3 separate regions of the Gossypium arboreum genome follow, and regions 1 and 3 are each linked to region 2. The links are chromatin contacts, called in public Hi-C maps. All regions are on one chromosome and are shown on one strand. Each heading gives the region's core, a stretch centred on a gene start, on an enhancer-like site or on the middle of the called end of the contact. The rest is flanking DNA. Distances are from core to core; before and after follow the strand shown.

The links. A called contact is a pair of places that touch in the nucleus more often than the background predicts.
Region 1: a Hi-C map of leaf shows a contact between it and region 2, with 4 times the contacts expected there. The contact joins the promoter of LOC108457962 here to the promoter of LOC108458699 in region 2. A contact is called at or near these places in 2 of 5 Hi-C or Micro-C datasets (both in leaf).
Region 3: a Hi-C map of leaf shows a contact between it and region 2, with 4 times the contacts expected there. The contact joins the promoter of LOC108458341 here to the promoter of LOC108458699 in region 2. A contact is called at or near these places in 2 of 5 Hi-C or Micro-C datasets (both in leaf).

Annotation. Positions count from the first base shown.
Region 1 is chr4:79,658,320-79,661,019 of ASM2569848v2, forward strand. LOC108457962 (GDSL esterase/lipase At5g03610-like) reads right to left here and starts at 1,413. Exons shown (of 5, transcript XM_017757184.2): 1 at 1,247-1,413; 2 at 925-1,131; 3 at 1-94. The coding sequence starts at 1,307.
Region 2 is chr4:79,306,255-79,308,954 of ASM2569848v2, forward strand. LOC108458699 reads left to right here and starts at 1,307. Exons shown (of 9, transcript XM_017758101.2): 1 at 1,307-1,508; 2 at 1,621-1,892. The coding sequence starts at 1,307.
Region 3 is chr4:79,713,162-79,715,861 of ASM2569848v2, forward strand. LOC108458341 (uridine nucleosidase 1-like) reads right to left here and starts at 1,358. Exons shown (of 9, transcript XM_017757697.2): 1 at 1,005-1,358; 2 at 483-598; 3 at 341-400; 4 at 1-148. The coding sequence starts at 1,125.

The DNA of each region.
Region 1 (2,700 bases), core at 163-2,662, 350 kb after region 2:
CCTCCATAAGCAAAGTTCAACCCATACTTGAGACGACCCCCCAGTTCTTTCCTGTATCTGTAGGGCACTGGTGTCTTAATCGCCAAGTACCCAGCTGCTTGTCATAAAACAACCCAATTAATTGTTTACTAATAAAATCAATATTTATGGTACTGTGATGATTCAGAAAGTTATTGTCAGTAAACTGCATAATCCTATGGCTGGAAAGCACCATAATAGTAAAGTTGATGGGATTAAAAAACCTAATGTTACTTTTAGAGTTGATGAACTAGAAAAGAAATTGTTAACTATTATAAACTTTACTCCAAGACAGCTCCTTGTTGTCATGAGTTGTCTGTCACTTTGAGTTTAATGCTTTAATACATTGTGAGTGCTACACTAAGGTTAAAAGGTATAAAATGTAAATCATAGTTACATTCCATTGATTCAACTTAATTAAAGGGGGAGGTAAGAAAGTGAAGAAAAGGGGTTGTTGAAAGAAGCAATTATTTATAATGGGATGCAAAGAGGCACTGAAAAGAATGGTTAATGTTAAAATAATAGTGAAGAAATCAAAAGTTTACAATACTTGGAATCGAGTGAAAAAGTTGAAAAATGATCTCACAAAAAGGATAGAAATAGGAAGAAAAAAAGAAGAAGAAAAAGAGTGAGGTCGGGCACTCAGACTCTGCTGATCAGTATAAAAACAAAGCAAAATTATTATGGCAGAAGATAAAAGGAGGAACCCACACCACATAACTCAGGTTCAATATAATATTATTAAATTGTAGTACAATAAACAAGAAGTAAAGCAAAGCCCATTAGTTGTACAAAAGAGAAAGAGCCAAAGCTAAAGCTAAAGGTAAAGCTAAAAATTAAAACACTTGAAAAGATGAACACTATCATTTTTTATCCTAAAAAGGATAGAGAGAGAGAGAGGGGTACCGATGAAATCAGTCAAAACACGACCATCAGAGAAACGGCCAGCAGGTTTCCCGGGGAATGTAATTCCATAAGGAAGTTTCCAGGAACTTGCCAAAGCTTTCCTGTTGTTCCCTGTATCAGCGTAGGAATCCCCGAACACAAACAACATCTTGGGTCTGAAACCAAAGGTCCACACCCTTGACCCTTCAACAACATGTTGCTCCTCACCTACATAATTCATTCACAGAAATCAAAAAGATTAAAGATAAAAAAATAAAAAAATAAAAAACTCTTCCAGTTCCAGGCCACATGTATAATGAAGCAAAGGGTTGTTTGGTGTTACCTAAGAAGAGGGAGAAGAGGAAGAAACAAAGCAAGGAGAAGAGAGGGGTGGGAGTGTCCATGACAACGAAATTAAGCAGGGAAGCAACTGTTTTTAGACAAACAAGAGAGAGGGAAGAAGAGGAACGGGTTTATTGTTTGTAGGGTAACCGGGAATCTCAACACTTTATATAGTGGGAGGAGGGTAACGCTTTTCCATTTAAGCGGTTGGTCAAATTTCAATAAAGTCGTCGTCAATTATATTTTCATATTAATTTGAAAAATAACATCTTTCAAATAACCAAAAAGAAAATTTCAAATCATATTACTCAATGTTTCTTTATTTCATCCAACCAAAAAAAAAAAAACTGTCCTCCAAATATGAGAAGTCAGCCTTTTCTTTGGATATTGGTAGAAAATTAGGATGATTAAAACTTGATTTAATTTGTATTTTAAATTTTAAATTTGAATTGAGTTGAATTTTATAATTTAAATAATAGATTAATATAAATAATATTATGATCCATGTCAATTTTAAAAGTAAACAATTGACCTCATTGTCAACAAAAATTACAAAATAAATTCAAAATATTTATAAAAATTTTAAAATTTATATTTAAAAAATATATAAACAACATTAAAATTTTAAAAATGTTCTAAAATAATAATTTTGGGAATTTAAATAACTTAATTAATTATTCAAGTTTATCATATTAAAATATTTTTTCTTTGAAAAAAATTCAAATATATATAGTTTCAATTTTACGTGCTCTAACATGTAATTAGTTATATTGTAACAAGATTTTAATTTGACATGTTTAATTTTTTAATTTAAATCGAACAATTTCACTCGATTCGATTTGACTTGAATTTCATTTCACACTAATCGATTCGAAAAAATTTCAAATCAAGTTAGGATGATAAAATAAAATTCGTCTACTCAACTAACTCGAAATTTTTTCACTCGATTATATCGAACGCTCGCCCCTATTGGCAATTAGCTTAAAATATGAATTTCCTCCCTCTACTTTCAATGATTGGGTTCCTCAATTAAAAAATAGATAAATTAATTTATGTACTTAGATTAAAATTAAAATTAGTCTTTTTACTAAAAATTCTATTCATTTCTACAATTAAATAATGACGTGACTTAGAATAAATAGGCAGCGATACATGGTGCATCATGTATACTTCATATTGATGTAATATTTTTGCCTACCATGTCAACAAATATTAAAAATAAAAATCTTAAAAATAAAAAAGCTTTAATAATTATTTGAAAATTCATGTCCAAGATTAACCTAGATAAATAGTTGTCTAAGTTCATCCTAAATGTATTTTTTCAAATAATTATAAAAATGATATAAAAATTATTTAAAAATTATAACAACTTGTAAAAATTAATATAAATTATTTAAAATTACAATATATATTGAAATTGATGAATTAGTATAAATATAAATTTTTAAAAGAAAA
Region 2 (2,700 bases), core at 57-2,556:
CAATCTAGCCGATTTCTATATAGTCCCTATTCAGATCACATTTATCAATTTTTTCACAATAATTTCATATAATTTTACCATTTTAACAATTCAATCCCTAAACATTAAAATTACTAAAAACTACTTTACAAAATTGTCCTATTTCTCAACCAAGCTTATTAATCTACCATAGAACTTCACAAATACCTCAAACTCATCAATGGCATAATCCAAAATGTTTAACATTTTTACGAATTAACCCCCGGGTTAGTTAGATTAAACTAAAACGATTAAAAAAACATAGAAATAATTAAAAACGGGCCAAAATTATATATCATGCATGAGTTTGAAGCTTGGCCGAATATCCCCTTAGCTAAAATGGTGGTTTTGGTTCTTAACAATGTAAAATGAAGAAGATGATGGCTTTCCATTACTTGGTTCTTAACATTTTTACACAGATTCTTCCAACCATCAGAAAATATTAACATTTTTTTTAGAAATCATTTTCCAAAAGTCATTTTCAGTGAAACAACTTAAATAAATGTGAAATAAATAATTTTACAAAATTAAATTCTAAGTTGCTATGGAAAATTTTATACTTGTAACTGTAAAAGTTATTTGTCTTTTATTAATTACAAAGTTGACTATAATGTTAAAAAATAATATTATCTAATACAATATTTTTAAATAATTAATAAAGTTACCATATTTCAAACTTAAATGTTTAATAATATTCGTCTGTTTTAGAAGTAAAAAGTTTCTTATCGTTTCTATCAGTAGCTTTTTGTAAAATTTTAGAATTATATATAATTATTTCTTCATGCATTCAGTTATTATAATTTTATTATAAATTATTAAATTTTAAAACTTTCATGTAACAAAAATCAATTTAAAACATTCTATGTTAATAAAAAATTTTAATTTACTATATTTGAATTAATATATTGTATTATTATATAATATTTTCGTCTTAAATATTCTCGTATAATTATGTTAATTAGAAATATGTGTTTTTCAAATTTTATATTAAATTTATTTTAAAGTCGAGCTCAAATTTATGTTAAACTCGAAATAGTTTAATATTGAATTATTTCAAATTTAGATCAATTTAATTATTACGAATTTTGATTTTATCAAACACCAACAAACATTCCAACTGAGTGTGTTTTACCACATCTAATTAATTTTGACAGCAAGGTACTGTTTTTTACAGTTTTACAGAAATAATGATTTCCAGTTTTTACCCCAAAAATCAGTAGAAGAGGTGAAATTAAATCCTGAAGGTTTTAATTTTACCTGGTCCTCCCATTCCCACGTAGAACCCCAAATGACAAAATCCCACGTGGTATTTACTCACTACATCTGCGTGTCGGATGCCAATTTCTGCTTCTTTAATTCCATTCACTCGCACGTGCTGGACCCCACACACGAGTCACTTGATCGTCTACGTGGCATAAAATTTATACGTGGCACTCTCAGATACATCCTCAAGGCGCCGCAGAGACTTGTAAGAGACCTTTTCCTTTTTGGTTAGTTTCCTTACAAAGAAGTTGAATGTGTTCTGTTTCCTCTCTTTTGATTTTCTTTTTCCCTTAGTTTTTGAATTTTTGTTTCGTTTTTCCCTCTTTGGGATGGAATTAGGGAGAGGCTTACTTTCGAGCTCGTGCGCTTCGCCAACGGCAGATGCGGCAGAGGATGCGTTGGCGGCGGATCGGATGGATATGGAAGCGGCAGAGATATTGGCCGCCTTGGCGCATTCGAAGAAGCGGGTTGCTGTTTCCGTCTCCGCTGAATTTGGCGCCAAATGGGGATGCAAAGGGAGGAGACTGAGGAAGCGAGCCAGTATCAGTACTGAGTCACCGCCTTCTGGCGTCGGTTCGAACCCGGTTCAATCCGTTTCGGATCTCGCTGAGGTTGGTGAATCAATCTAATTTTATCAATATATATACTTGAAAGGATAGTTTTATCGATATTTTCGATTTATTTATCTATTCTATTCTATTTTAAGAAAAAATTCTGATATTTTTTATTTAGTGGCTTTTCACTGTGTCTGCCCGGAATTAGTGATTTAAATTACCTTTTGAAAGTGATGCTCATAATTGAAAATGTGGAAATAATACATACCAAAAGAAGTTAATTCTTTTTGCTCAAAAACAAAATTATACATTTTGATTTTTTTCATGATACTTGAAATTTCATTTGATAAAATGAATCTGTATTGTGAATGCTGGAAATGTCATTTTGAATAGTAAGAAAAAAATTCTTTTACTGTTAATATATTTAATTAAATATAACCAACCACTCAAATAACTTACTGATTTTCTTATAATCTGTTAAATTCTTGATCTTATCGATGTTAATATGTCAAATGCGATGCAAGAATTTGAAGATAATAGTGGAAAATATCTTAATGTTGAACACTTTGTAGTTTTGTCAGCTTTTATTTCACTTTTCTATTTCTGGGATTTAAAGGAATTAAATTATACGCGGGAAGAAGAAGAACATAGATAAACTAGTAAGAAACTGGTGGCCATAGAAAATTTTCTAATTTTAGAATGTTAGAACACAAGTAATAATCATTGATATGGAAAATGTGGTTAGCTAAACCTGTTGGGTCTTTATTGGAATTCTGATGTGGTTAGCTAGACAAGTTATCTTGTGTCTTAATTGGACGAAGTGATCTGTCACCAAGTGGCACTATTCTTATAAGTGAGAGTGACA
Region 3 (2,700 bases), core at 108-2,607, 410 kb after region 2:
TAGATACTTTACCAGGATATTCAGAAACCTTCCCAACTAAAAATTCAGAGGCAGTCTTATCAGATTTGCTAGTTTTTGGTGGAGATAGGAATATATTCCCCAGTCCATCAGAGCCATGAACAAAGTCGGCAACATTCGGCCTCCCACCCTTTTCCAACAAACCAACCACAATTAGGCTATGGTAAATAAAAGATATAGTAATTGCCCCCCAAAAAAAAAAAAAAAAAAAAAAGGAAGAATATCAAAGCACAATAAAGCAAGTTAACAATTGCAGCGAGGCCCATTAGTATTCCCATGGAATTACATTGTAATTTAGGAAAGGGAAAACTGAAGCATTTACCGTAAGCGGCTCGGGGCTGCCTTGTACTACAGGAACATCAGGACGCCCTGCGATTTCACACTATCCTTTTGCACCTCGAAAAGAGGATAAAATCATGAACGTATTCCAAATGATATGAAAACCAGAAAGGAGAAGCACGTACCAGAAGTAAGGCATTACGAGTGGCATCTTCGGTTTGGACATTGCCAAATATGGTGGTCAAACCTAAGATCTCATATTCTGGATTTTGAAATGCCATAAAGATCGCCATGCTATCATCTGTTAATCAAATGAAAAACGCATCCATACATTGTTCAGGGTCAAACTCAAACAAAATCTCTACATATCTAATCCTGCCAATCAATCAATCCACTCCATATTGTTTTCACTTCCTTGTATAATTTAATAAAAATTTTCCGGTTTCATTATATACATATCAAAACCCGAAACTTTCCTATATAGATCTCATCACACGCCCCTCGAATAAAACTTTTCTATATAGACAGAGAGAGTCAACGTAGCTTTTTAAATCAAACTTTATAGCTTATCCCGAAGTAAAACTCCAAGGACAAATATAAATTGAAAAAGTAAAATTGTTTCCTATTTCATTATAATTCTAGTTTATGCAACTAAATTGACAGCCAACCAGAGAAAAAGTAAATAAATAAAAAGGAGCGAAACTGACCAATCCCGGGATCGGTATCGATAATGAGCTTGTTCCTGTTGGCATGTGAGAGTAAAAGGGCATCGCTTCCGCCATTAACGACAATTCCATCGTGACAATCTTTCTTTAATTCATAATCCATATTCAACGCAATTAGAAAAACACAAAGTGGTAATAATCTAATCTAAGATTTTAATGAATATGGATGTGAATAAAAAAACAATTGAGAGATTTGAATTTCTTGTTTTAATTGTCGTAGAGGAAGAGGAAGAGGAAGAGGTAGGCCGCTCTGCGATGCCAACAGAGAGTCCCCCCAAGAAGAACACCAAACAAAGATGTGTTTTATTTTGGTTTATGGGATATGATGTTACTTCCTCCTTTAATACTAGTTTAAAGCGCCTTAAGGTGGGGGTATGCTGACGTCAGCATAATTGATTTGTAACAGCGAATGGTAAATGGCAACGTGGGTTAATGTGAGTGGTCCTAATCTTGGACCGTATCGTATGGGATCAGAGCAGAAATAATAATTATTCAGAAAAAGGGAGGACAACCTGTTGTTTAATTTTAAAAAAAGTAGTCATTGGTTGGGTGAAGGTACAATTTCATAGACGATGCTGATGATGATGCATCTATTTTATATTATCCTTTATGTATAATCATCAAGATTCATATGTAACTATTAAATTGGAATTGTGACCAACATTTAAATGAGAAAGATTTAATAATTGGGAGATAAATGATCTATATTTTATATGTTGATTAATGGATAAATATTTATTATAAATTTTAAAACTGTTCCATATCTAAGACAATGATTGAATTCTTAACCACATAGATAATTAACAATTTTAATACAACAAGTTGTGTACAGAATTGTTAGGTTGAGAATTATTTATGAGATATATTGAAATTCCAAAACAACTGAATGCTTCAATTTCACAACATTGGCGGCCAAGAAAATTCAATATAAAAGACTTTGGGCACGATAAATTTGTAGACTATGATTTTGCATCATATTTACACAATATAAATTTGTTTTATATAATCTAAAATTGTATCCATATAGTTTGTTTTAATAGATATATTGTATTTGGATTATATAATATATTTAAATAATTAATATTATTATATGATGCGTATATGCATATGAATTTGTATGTGATATTTTTCTTCTGTTTATTTCTATGTAATATTTATGGTTATATAATACGCATATAAATTTTATTTATTTGAACTATTATCTAGAATATATATAAGGTACGAGTTTAGAATAAAATTAAATTGATAAAAATAATTTTTATTATTTATTATATTATTAAATTGGTTTTTGAATTATTTTTATTTTATTATTAAATTTTGAATATTGAAAAATATTTATTAAAAATTATTAGTATTAAAACAAAATCAATTCAGCTCTCAATTACTAAAATAAAATTAGTTAGGCCCTTCCGATAATGAAAACTGTCATTAATCAATTTGATTATTAATAGACACTTACGTGACTGATAAAATCTACAATAACATATGAAGTACCATCCGGACAAGTATACTGATGTGACATTCCATGTACCATATACTAAAAACTAAAATCCCAAAAATTATAAAAAAAATGTATTAAAAATGCACATTTTGTAACACCCCCTACCCGTATCCATTGCCGGAATAGGTACGACGTATTACCGGAGTTTACTGAACATTTTTAGATAATTCTGATCAT